Linked DNA regions of Mus musculus: region 1 is linked to region 2. Evidence: chromatin contacts called from public Micro-C data. All regions are on one chromosome and are shown on one strand. The core of a region is the stretch at or near the end of the contact, and the rest is flanking DNA. Distances in the headings are between cores, read along the strand shown. Region 1 has its middle 9.4 kb from the start of Gm32749. Region 2 overlaps Gm32468 (predicted gene, 32468).

Region 1 (5,017 bases), core at 1,072-3,571, 1.2 Mb before region 2:
ATCATTGGCAGAGCTATATAGTTCTTGAATTTAGGTCATAGGGTTGCCAGGGGGCCCTGGGCACTCATGGAGCACCCTGCTTTCTTTACTATGATGGAGACAAACTGGCTGCTTCTAAGTGTCTACAAAGCTCACTCAGTGCCTTTTGGGAGGTTACAAAAACTCAGCCAACAAACAGCCTTCCCTTGAACCATATCACTCCAGAACCCTGATCTGAGAGAAACCACGGTCTGCTGCTTAGAAGCTACCTGGCCCACGATGCTCTGTTAGAGCAAGCTGCTCTGACCAACCCTGTGGGTGGCACCACATTGCCATGCCCAGTGTACAGTTCTATGTTCTATCCATGTTCATTTCTGTCCCTGTCCACAGCTCCAGCCTTGTGTTCTGCCTACGGTCACGGTGTTCGTTCATTCCTTCTTCCTTCATTCCTTCTTCCTGAACTTCTTTTTGAAGCATCAGAGGTCAGCACCTTCTCTACTTCTGAGCCAGCACCATAACAAGTCATAGCCCTAATTTCTCCACTGCCTCTCCTTTGAGGCTCGCTGAGGACTTAGCGCACTGCAGATGTGGGGCACAGGTGCACAGGCTACTATTATTTTATCCCAGGGGGAAGCTAGGACACAGTGTAAGATAGGGATTTTTTTTCCCCAAGAAATATTCATGAGAAAACTCGTATTTTCTTCCTTCCTCTTAGGCCCTGACATGGTTTCAACCGCTCCCCTGGAAACCAGATAAAACTGCCCGTAATCAGGCACCCACGCCTCTTCAGCCGGGACTGATTAGCAGAGGCCCACTAGGGGCCCGACTATCAAGCGGTCTCACGTGACCATCTCAGGCTGCCTCTGCTGAATGACGCTGATTGGAGCTCAACAGTCATTTCATTCGGTAACAGTTGCCGGGCATCCAGCGTATGGCTTTGGGTAGAAGTGCGTGACGTGCTGCCTCTGATTTATGTCCGGTAATTTGAGAAAAAAACCTCTCCTTGCTAAGTGATGTGACCCTCTTGTATCTCCCTCTATTTTTAGCCACCAAGTGAGTGATGAATCAGGTTATAATCTGACAGGGTACTCAAAGACATATTAGAGTCAAATTAAATTATAGTGCCTAAGATGTGACCCACATTTTTTGAAAAGCACAACCAGAACGTTATTATCCCTGCCTTGTTTCAATCCACTCTCATTGGAAGAAAAAAAAATTAAAGGACTCATTATGTATTTTTGAGTTGAATGAGACTCTAAAATTGAGCTTCCTTGTGTTTTAATCAAACCCCAAATGTCCACGCAGCATCTTCCAAAAGCCATAGATAGAAATTAGTTCTTACATGTTAGCATTATGCCGGGAGCTGCTATCCTGTGGGAGCAAGAGTCTCATCCCCATACATATGGACACACCTGCACCGGAAGCCCGGAAGCCAGAGGAGCAACGGCAGACATTCTCATGCTTATGGAACCATATAGTGAGGAGGCAAATGCTAACCAAATAACAAAATAAGTAAATGGCTAGGCTCTGAGGTTGAAACTGTGCTGATCAGTCCATTTCTGTCTCTCCCCATCAATCTGTCCAGTTTCTCTTTCCAGAAGATTCCATGAGACTGAAGATGACCACTTGCAGCTCCTGGCTACTACAGCAATAAAGAATTAGAATCCTGAGGGGAGGGGGGGGATTCTTGTCTCCAGAGCTCAAGCAAAGCTCCAAGAGAGAGTACAAGAGCGAGCAGGTGCATGTGTGTGTGTGTGTGTGTGTGTGTGTGTGTGTGTGTGTGTGTGTGTGTGTGTGTGTGTGAGAGAGAGAGAGAGAGAGAGAGAGAGGAGGGGGAAGCGGAGGGGAGGAAGAGGGAGAGAGGTTCAGAGGGAGCGGAATGGGGGGAGAAAGAGAGGTGGGGAGGGAGGGAGGGGGAGGGGGAAGAATAGTGAGAGAGAGGAGAGGAAGAGGGAGAGAGGGGGGAAGGGAAGGGAGAGAGGGGGAGGGGGAGAGAGACAGATAGACAGGCAGACAGAGAGGTGCTGCCAGGCCTGATTCAGACCACATACATACCTTTTCCTATACCGAGCGTGAAGACTGGGGAAGCAGCCATCTGTTTGGGTGTTTTCCCCAAATAAAAGTACTAAGATCTAGTTCAACCATAGAACTTACCTAGCACTCAGAAAGCCTGGACTTAATCCTTAATACTGGGGAAAACCTGAAACCCATAAACAGTGAAACCATTGCTGAAGCACGGTAGACCGGTTTGTTTATTTGACACAAGATCAGAGACTTGTTCTTCAAAGTAGGTCAAATGAAAGAAGAGACGAAACTGAAGCGTACATTTTCCTGTTCCTTCTGGCTCTTCTACAGGACATGGGCTTCAGATGTGAGAGCATGGTGCAGAGAGACAGTCCATGAGCTCAGATCTGCCCACACTGGCAAGTTTGGCTATGTTTACTGTCATCGTGACAAAGACCTGACTGAAATAACGCATTGGAGGAAGGCTATCTTGGGCTTATGCTTTCTGAGGGCTCCTTTCTGGTCTGGCTTGGACCTGACATGAGGCTGACCATGACAGAGGCCGACAGGAAGCAGAGTGTAGCAGTTTGCATCATGGAGGCCAGAATGTTGAGAAAGAGGATGGCCACACCCCTGGCTTTCTCCCTCCTCACAGGACAGTCCTTCTCTCTTAGGTAACCCTCTCAGGGACACACTACCACAGACACACCCAGCATTCTAATCCCCGGGTACTTCTCAGCCATGTCATCAGAGTGAAAAACTAGATAATCATTGTGGCTAGCTTTCTTCCTCCATAACTCCCAGTGTCCATGTAGTTTTGGTAGGTAGGTAGGTAGGTAGGTAGGTAGGTAGGTAGGTAGGTAGGTAGGTCATCTTACCCCTGAAATCAGTTTCCTTACTGAAAGCATGGGAATAAGAAATCCACCATAGAGGACAATTGGGAAGATTAAATGTTACAGTGTAAATGATGAGATACAGTACAGAGAGCTTGGAAGACAGATGGGCTATGGGTGTGTCAAGCTCTCCCTGAAGTACCATGCTCTACAGCAATCGCTGCATAGGCTTCTAACTGGAGAGTTTGGAAGAGTGAGTGGTGTATGGAGAGAAAGAAACCTAGACAAATGAGCAAGCATACACTCTTCATGCTGATCAGTTTCCTGGTGGAAATAGAGTGGTAAGATACAGAGTGTCTCAGGGATTGCATTGCTGTGAACAGACGCCATGACCGAGGCGACTCTTATAAAGACAACATTTAATTGGGGCTGGCTTACAGGTTCAGAGGTTCAGTCCATTATCATCAAGGCAGGAGCATGGAAGCATCCAGGCAGGCATGGTGTGGGAGGAGCTGAGAGTTCTATATCTTCATCTGAAGGCTGCTAGCAAAATACTGGCTTCCTGGCAGCTAGGACAAGGGTCTTAAAGCCCACCCCCACAGTGAAACACTTCCTCCAACAAGGCCACACTTACTCCAACAAAGCTACACGTACTCCAGCAAGGCCACATCTATTCCAGCAAGGCCACACCTCCTAAGAGTACCATGCCCTGGGCCAAGCATATTCAAACCACCACACAGAGTAATGATGTTGGAAGCCTCTTTATACAGGAAAGCTCGGGATGGCATCTCTGGAAAAGTATGAATGGAAGGATAAGAAAGACATTGCTATATTAATAGTAGGGGGTGAGAAGAATGTCAAGAGCAAAGGCCCAGAGGCAGGAGAGGGGTGGATATGATATATTCAGGGAACAGGGGCAGATCAGTGGTTAGAACATGTGCATAGATAGGAAACAGGTCATTGAAGATCTTGCAAAGCATAGGAAGAAGTTCGGATTCCACGGTGACTGATATAACTGGTTAAAATTCTTGGTGGGTGCATGTACCTGTAATGGCACTCTTTGGGTGGAGGCTGGAAGGTCAAAAGTTCAAGGCCAGCCTGGGGTTCCATGAGACCCTGTATGTGTGTGTGTGCATGTGTGCACATGTGTGCATGTGTAGACTATTACAGTTGTCTAGGTAATGGACAACTAGGGTGCCTTCTAAGGTGGTGCTGGTGACCAGGACAGGAGGACTGCAGACAAATTGAAGCTCTGCTTTAGTAATGAGACCGGGAAGAGCCCTCGAGGGAGTTGTATGTGGGAGAGGGAGGAAAAGGGAAGAGTTAAATTAAACGTTTGATTCTGGCTGATATAGGACATTTATTAATGCTGGAAAGTTCAAAAGAAACAGAATTAACAAGTTGAGGATCTGAGGCATTATAGGGACTTGGGGCAGAATAATAGATTAAGTGGGCAAGTTTGGGGTTCAAGTGAAAGCCTGAAGCTGGGGAACAAATTTGGGTCTGGATGAGATCTCAGGGACAGGGTGAGAAGGAAGGGGAAGGTCCCAGACACACAGATTTCTTGCGTGGGTCTTGAGAGCTGGTGAGAAGGTCAACTATGGAAGAGAAGCTGTAAGTCAGGAAAGAAACCAGGGCAGCAGCTAGGGTGAGAGAGATGAAGAGGAAATTATTTCAGGAAGGGAGCACCCTGCTCTGATGAAAGCTGTTGAGAGGCAGTAAGAGGAGAACAGGGAAATGACCTCTGGATGTAGAAGAAAAGGAAAAAAATAAAAAGCATGCTTTGCAGTGATGCTCCCAGACTGATCTTTAAAAGACAAATCTGGAAACGTTGCTCCTTTGATTGAAAACCTCCACGGCTCATCACCAGCTCCTTAGCGGGCTGTATTGATCTGCAATTGGCCATTGGCCTCTATCTGCCCTCATTCTGCTGTCTGCTCGCCAGGAGCAGTGACTAGAATCCTGTGCCTCATCCTTGCATCACGGTCACTGTGTCTGGGACCCGTTCTGACCTCACCTGCCCTGGAGCCTTCAAGGAGCTGGTGCAACTGAGCTGGGCCTCACCTCTCCGGGGAGGCCTTCCATGTTTTTACCTCCTAGGGTCTCACAGACGTCCTTCCTGGAGTAACACATTTCAGGCTCATTAGCATTGTTCTCAGATTTATTTCGCCCATGATAAGCCTGTTGGCAGCTGAAGCTGT
Region 2 (5,026 bases), core at 7-2,506:
GATCGTGGGTCTCACCAGATCTGTGTTGATACTACAGGACCTAGAGAAGTAGGAGTAACTCGTCACACAGCTCTCACATGCTAACACCACAGGACAATGAGAATCGTGATCATCCACCAGGCCTCTAATGATCCCTCAGCAACCAGGAGGAGGAGACTGTAAAAGCATCGTCTGGGGCTTTTATACATTGCCCTTGTTCATGAATAATGACACAGAGATCTAGTATATTTATGAATAAGCTTCTATAGCTAGACAGATATTCTAACCCAACTATGCTGGCCCTTTCCCAGACACGTGCCATGCTACCTGCCCTGGCTGCTTCTGCTCTATCTGTGTCCTCATGGCGACCCCTCTCTCTTTCCTCTCTCTTCCCAGGACTCCCTCAACGGGATCCAAAATCCCTCCTTATCTCTCCTGCCCAGCTATAGGCTGATCTGTTTTATTAACCAGTCTGAGGTGTCAGAGAACAATTTGTATACAACATTGAGACAGGAGATGCTTCATGAAAATGCCAAGATGTAGATTGCAACCCGATCTCTGGGCCCAGAGACCAACACTTAAACACAGAGTGCACAAAACCATCCCCCAACGGGAGATGGTCTTATTACCCTCCAGTGAGGATGGTCGGGGCGATTCCTCACTAAGTCCTATGTGGAGGCCGGTTAGGAACTGTGGTAGGAATTTGTTCTAATGCTTTGAAGAGAGGAAGGAGGATCACCAAGATTCGGAGGGAAACCAGATTTAGAGCTGCAGAAGGAAAATTACCCCAAACGTAGGTGAGAAGGAATGTGGTCCCACGAAGGGCTGCCCAGAAACGTCTTGGGCAGCAAAGACTAGGAAGCCACCCAGAAGGAGCCAGGGCAACAAAGATAAAATATAGAATTAGAGGGCGTTAAGCCAGGAGTGCCAGAGGGAAATGTGTGCTAGTTAGCCAGAGGGGTGGGGGTGAGGGGGTTGGGGTTGGGGGTGGGGGTGGAGAGTAGAATTGCCCAACCTTTGAACTAGTCAAGGCAGCATATATTTAAAATTAAGTGGTGTGTGTGTGTGGTTGTGTGTGTGTGTCTTTCATTCATGAATCCAGACAGCTCTTGGACGGGTACATTTGCAACCCGTCTGGAGCACAGAGTGGGTTAACTAACTACTGCCACAGTACCGGACATGTCCTGGTTTGGGGGCAGGGAGCCCAGGTTCTCATTTGGCCTTTACTGGTGGGGTTGAACATGAGAGTTATAGCTGCTTCTCTGGTGTCACATGGAGTAGACTGGCTTCCTTCTGTGTATTTATAATCTTGCTAATATGCCCTTAAATAGTTCCTTTTTTAGACAGGAGTGGTTTTTCTTTCTTTCTGTTTGTTCTCATTGGTGGGCCTTTAGAATTCCGTCTAGTCTATATGAGGCTGTGCTTTGGGTCCTAACTTGCCATCTATACATTTTCCCAGTATTTGTTTGTTTGTTTGTTTCATGTAGCCCAGGCTAGCCTTGAACTTGCTATGCAGTTGGGGATGCTCTTTAACTCCCTGGCTTTCTGTCTCTACCTCCCAAGAACCAAGGTCACAGGTGTGACCACCAATCCCAGCCATTTCACATTTGAGATCACACACACACACACACACACACACACACACACACACACACACACACACACACACACACACAGAGGCAGAGAGAGAGAGAGAGAGAGAGCACTAAGATATCAATAAGGTATCTTAAGTATCAGAAAAGGAATTTGATGCATAATTGAGGGTTATAAAGCTAACTAGAAGACAGTGAGGTGGCCTATTCATCCAGGATGTTAACATGCCAGAGAAACAAAAGGAACCGTGAGTCACACTCTCAAAGCTGAAATGCAAAGGGTTTGCCCAATATGGCAGTGTCCGGTGTCACAGGGGAGGCTGGGCTAAGGAAGTACTGCCCAAGGTTCTTGTGAACAGGAAGAGAACACCACTTCTCTATTTAAAACAAACAAACAAACAAACAACCACTTAAATTTCTCTGCAGTTCTCATTAGTGACAACAGGAAACTCAGGGAGATGGGCGGAGGACCTGGAGGCAAGCAGGCTTGTGTCTAATCGCCGCCGTCCCTTTCTCTGATGAGTAAGCTCAGGCACAGAGCGGTGTGTAACTTGGCTGGGGTTCCACAGATGCCAAACAATTCTGGAGAGTGCAATGTCTGTGGCCTTGTACTTCCAGCCACTGGGAGGCCCCAGGAGGTAAAGGTGTGACTGGGTTTGGATAGTGTAGTGTCAGTCTTTATTTGTCCTTTAAACACACAGGAGATGTAGATTTGTGACAACCAGAAGTCTGAGATATAAAGCTTGGAGATTGTCTGGATCATGGGGAAAGTTTCAAAGTCATGAAAGGGTTAACCTAAGCTTGTTATTTATTTTGAAACTGCTTTTCTTCCCCATCTCCCTGCTGCCCCCAACTCTCTGCCTTTTCACTCTTTCATCCCCTTCCCTCCTTCTATAGGGTTTTATGTGTAGCCCAGGCTAGCCTGGGAGTCATCACATCTCAGCTTTCCTCGTGCCGAGATTACAGGTGTGCACAACCACACCCAGTTTGTTTTCATTTTCCTGTTCTCTTTCTTATTTAGTGCTTGCTTTGTGCCAAACACCCCTTTATGTAGTCCAGTTGTTTCAGTTAACTTAATTCTTGCATCCAACTTGTGCTGGCTATGTCTTAGGTCAAGTTGACACAAGCTAGAGTCATCTGAAAAAGAAAAAGGAAAAAACAACAAAACAAAACAAAAAAAAAACAAAAAGAAAAACAAAAACAAAAACCAAAACCCAAAACAAAAACCTGGAAATCTCAATTGAGAAAATGACTCCATTAGATTTGGCTGTAGGGTGTTTTCTTAATTAACGATTGGTGATTTATTGAGGCGTGCTCAGCCCATTGTGGGTGGTGCCATCTCTGGGCTGGTTGGTGGTCCTAGTAAGAAAGCAGGCTGAGCGAACCATAATGAGCAAACCAGTAAGCAGTCTTCTTCCATGAACGTTGCATCAGCTCCTACCTCCAGATTCCAGCCTGTTTTGAATTCCTGCCAATTATATCTTTCAGTGTTGGACTATGATTAGAAGTAGAAGCCAAATAAACCCTTCGTAAGCCCGTAGAGGCATGCAAGTGGCCAGACCCCATCCCCAAGACGACTCTAACTGCTCTAAAGCCTGTTTCCAACCCCCTGAGATGCAATTGCCCAAGCTCCACACTATAGAGGGGAAAAAAATAAGGCCACAGAATCACACCAATCCCAGGCCACCATGGAAAGATCTGCCCCTCAAGAAATCCTATATAAAGTTTGCCTCCTGCTCTGTTCTTTGCTGCTTCTCCTCTTTAGTAGTGTGACTTTATGGCATTCCTTGGCTCCCAACTGCCTGGATGGATACCTTTCCTCTCGGAGCTGTAAGACTTCCCCACCCTTTCCTTCCCAAGTTGCTTTTGGTCCTGGTGCTTCATCTCAGGAGTAGAAAAGTAAATAAGATAAATCGGTTGCAAGATTCTGAGGCATTGCTGTGACAAACTTGACCATGTGTTTTGGAGGATTTCAGAAGGACTTTGGAACTCTGGGCTAGTGGTTAACAGCTGCAGCTGCTCGTTCAAAGGTCCTGAGTTCAATTCCTAGCAACCACATGGTGGTTCACAACCATCTGTAATGGGGTCTGATGCCCTCTTCTGGTGTGTCCGAGGACAGCAACAGTATACTCATATAAATAATACATAAATAAAATTTAAAAAATTCAGCTGTTAAGTATTTTATTAATTAACTAAAGGGTTTGGGAGTTTCACATCCCATGGTGGGTGGAGCCATCCCTGGGGTGGTGGTCCTGAGTTATAGAAGAAAGCAGGCTAAGTGAGCCATGTGAGCAAGACAGTAAGCAGCATCCTTCCGTGGCCTCTGCATCAGCTCCTGCCTCCAGGTTCCTGCCCTGACTCCTTCCAGTGACTGACTATGGGATGGACGTGTAAGCCAAGTGAACCCTTTCCCGTCAGGTTGCTTTGGTCATGGTGTTTCATCACAGCAGTAGAGAAGTAATTGAGATCCACCTCTCTGGTGGATTTCTTGTTACCCACAGCTTACAGACAAGAAAGTCGAGTCACAGAGGACTAACTGAAGGTTTTAGGGTCTTCATGCCACTCAGGTGCGGAGTTGGTCACTCTGTCTTTGGTTCCATGAGCCCGTATCTTTTATTCTCCTGCTATAGTTCTGGTGATCATCTGGGTGTGGTCTAGAGAATAAATTTGGTGACAACCTATGAGACAATCGTAATCAAAGATCCAATAGGCAGCAATTGCTAATTCACGCAAATGATGCATGTGTATCCTTTGTGCACATCTTTATGTAGCTGAGTTTAAGAATTAAATCTTAGTAGTTCTTCCTTCAAAACCCATTTTCTTTTCTTCTCCCCACCCCCTTACCAAAACACTACTTAAAACTACTCTTTTAGCAATACTTAAAAATAAGCATGTAAATGGTTTGGGGATGGGAAAAAAACATTTTTTTGACAGCTCAAAGGAGGAAAGTCTTGTCAAAGAACAGCACAATGATAATGAAAATTGAACAGATAAAATTACCTGCCTCTCTCCCTTCAATAAAACTTTATTAAATTCAGTGGAGGACGAAGCTTACATAATAGAAAATTCGATGAAGCCCCTGCACAGCGATACTGAAAACTGATCTTATATGTCTTATAAAAGCAAACATGTAGCATGTTATGAATAACCTGCTGGCAACATGTCCCCATGGGCAGGAAGCCTATTATGTTGCTTGTTTACAGAAATTATTTGTTTCATCGGTGGCTCACAGTAAGATCTTAGATGCCCTTGTCTTGTCCAGAGGATAAGAACAGTGGTGAATGGGGAGCAGAGGAGAGAGATTTGATGTGGGTTAATTGAAAGCTGAGAAACACGGAGAATATGCAAGTGGAGGATGTGAAAACTCTCTTAAAATTAAGTTTGTTCATATCTTTAGAGCTTTGGTAAAGTCTCAGGTCTACACAACAGGGATGAATCTGTTTGTAGAACTCCGT

What was found. A called contact is a pair of places that touch in the nucleus more often than the background predicts.
Region 1: a Micro-C map of the G1E-ER4 cell line shows a contact between it and region 2. The contact joins two enhancer-like sites. A contact is called at or near these places in 7 of 484 Hi-C or Micro-C datasets (the G1E-ER4 cell line, embryonic stem cells, epidermal suprabasal cells and 3 more).

What each region holds. Positions count from the first base shown.
Region 1 is chr10:94,245,550-94,250,566 of GRCm38.p6, reverse strand. No RefSeq gene overlaps it. Among named protein-coding and RNA genes, the nearest start is that of Gm32749, 9.4 kb to the right of the region's middle. Within about 2 kb of position 2,321, at least 74 of the 459 cell types and tissues checked have an H3K27ac peak or open chromatin away from gene starts, as enhancers often do. A contact at or near this core is called in the G1E-ER4 cell line, where this site is marked.
Region 2 is chr10:93,092,236-93,097,261 of GRCm38.p6, reverse strand. Gm32468 (predicted gene, 32468) reads right to left here. Exons shown (of 3, transcript NR_168584.1): 3 at 3,736-4,225. Among named protein-coding and RNA genes, the nearest start is that of Gm32468, 11 kb to the right of the region's middle. Within about 2 kb of position 1,256, at least 96 of the 459 cell types and tissues checked have an H3K27ac peak or open chromatin away from gene starts, as enhancers often do. A contact at or near this core is called in the G1E-ER4 cell line, where this site is marked.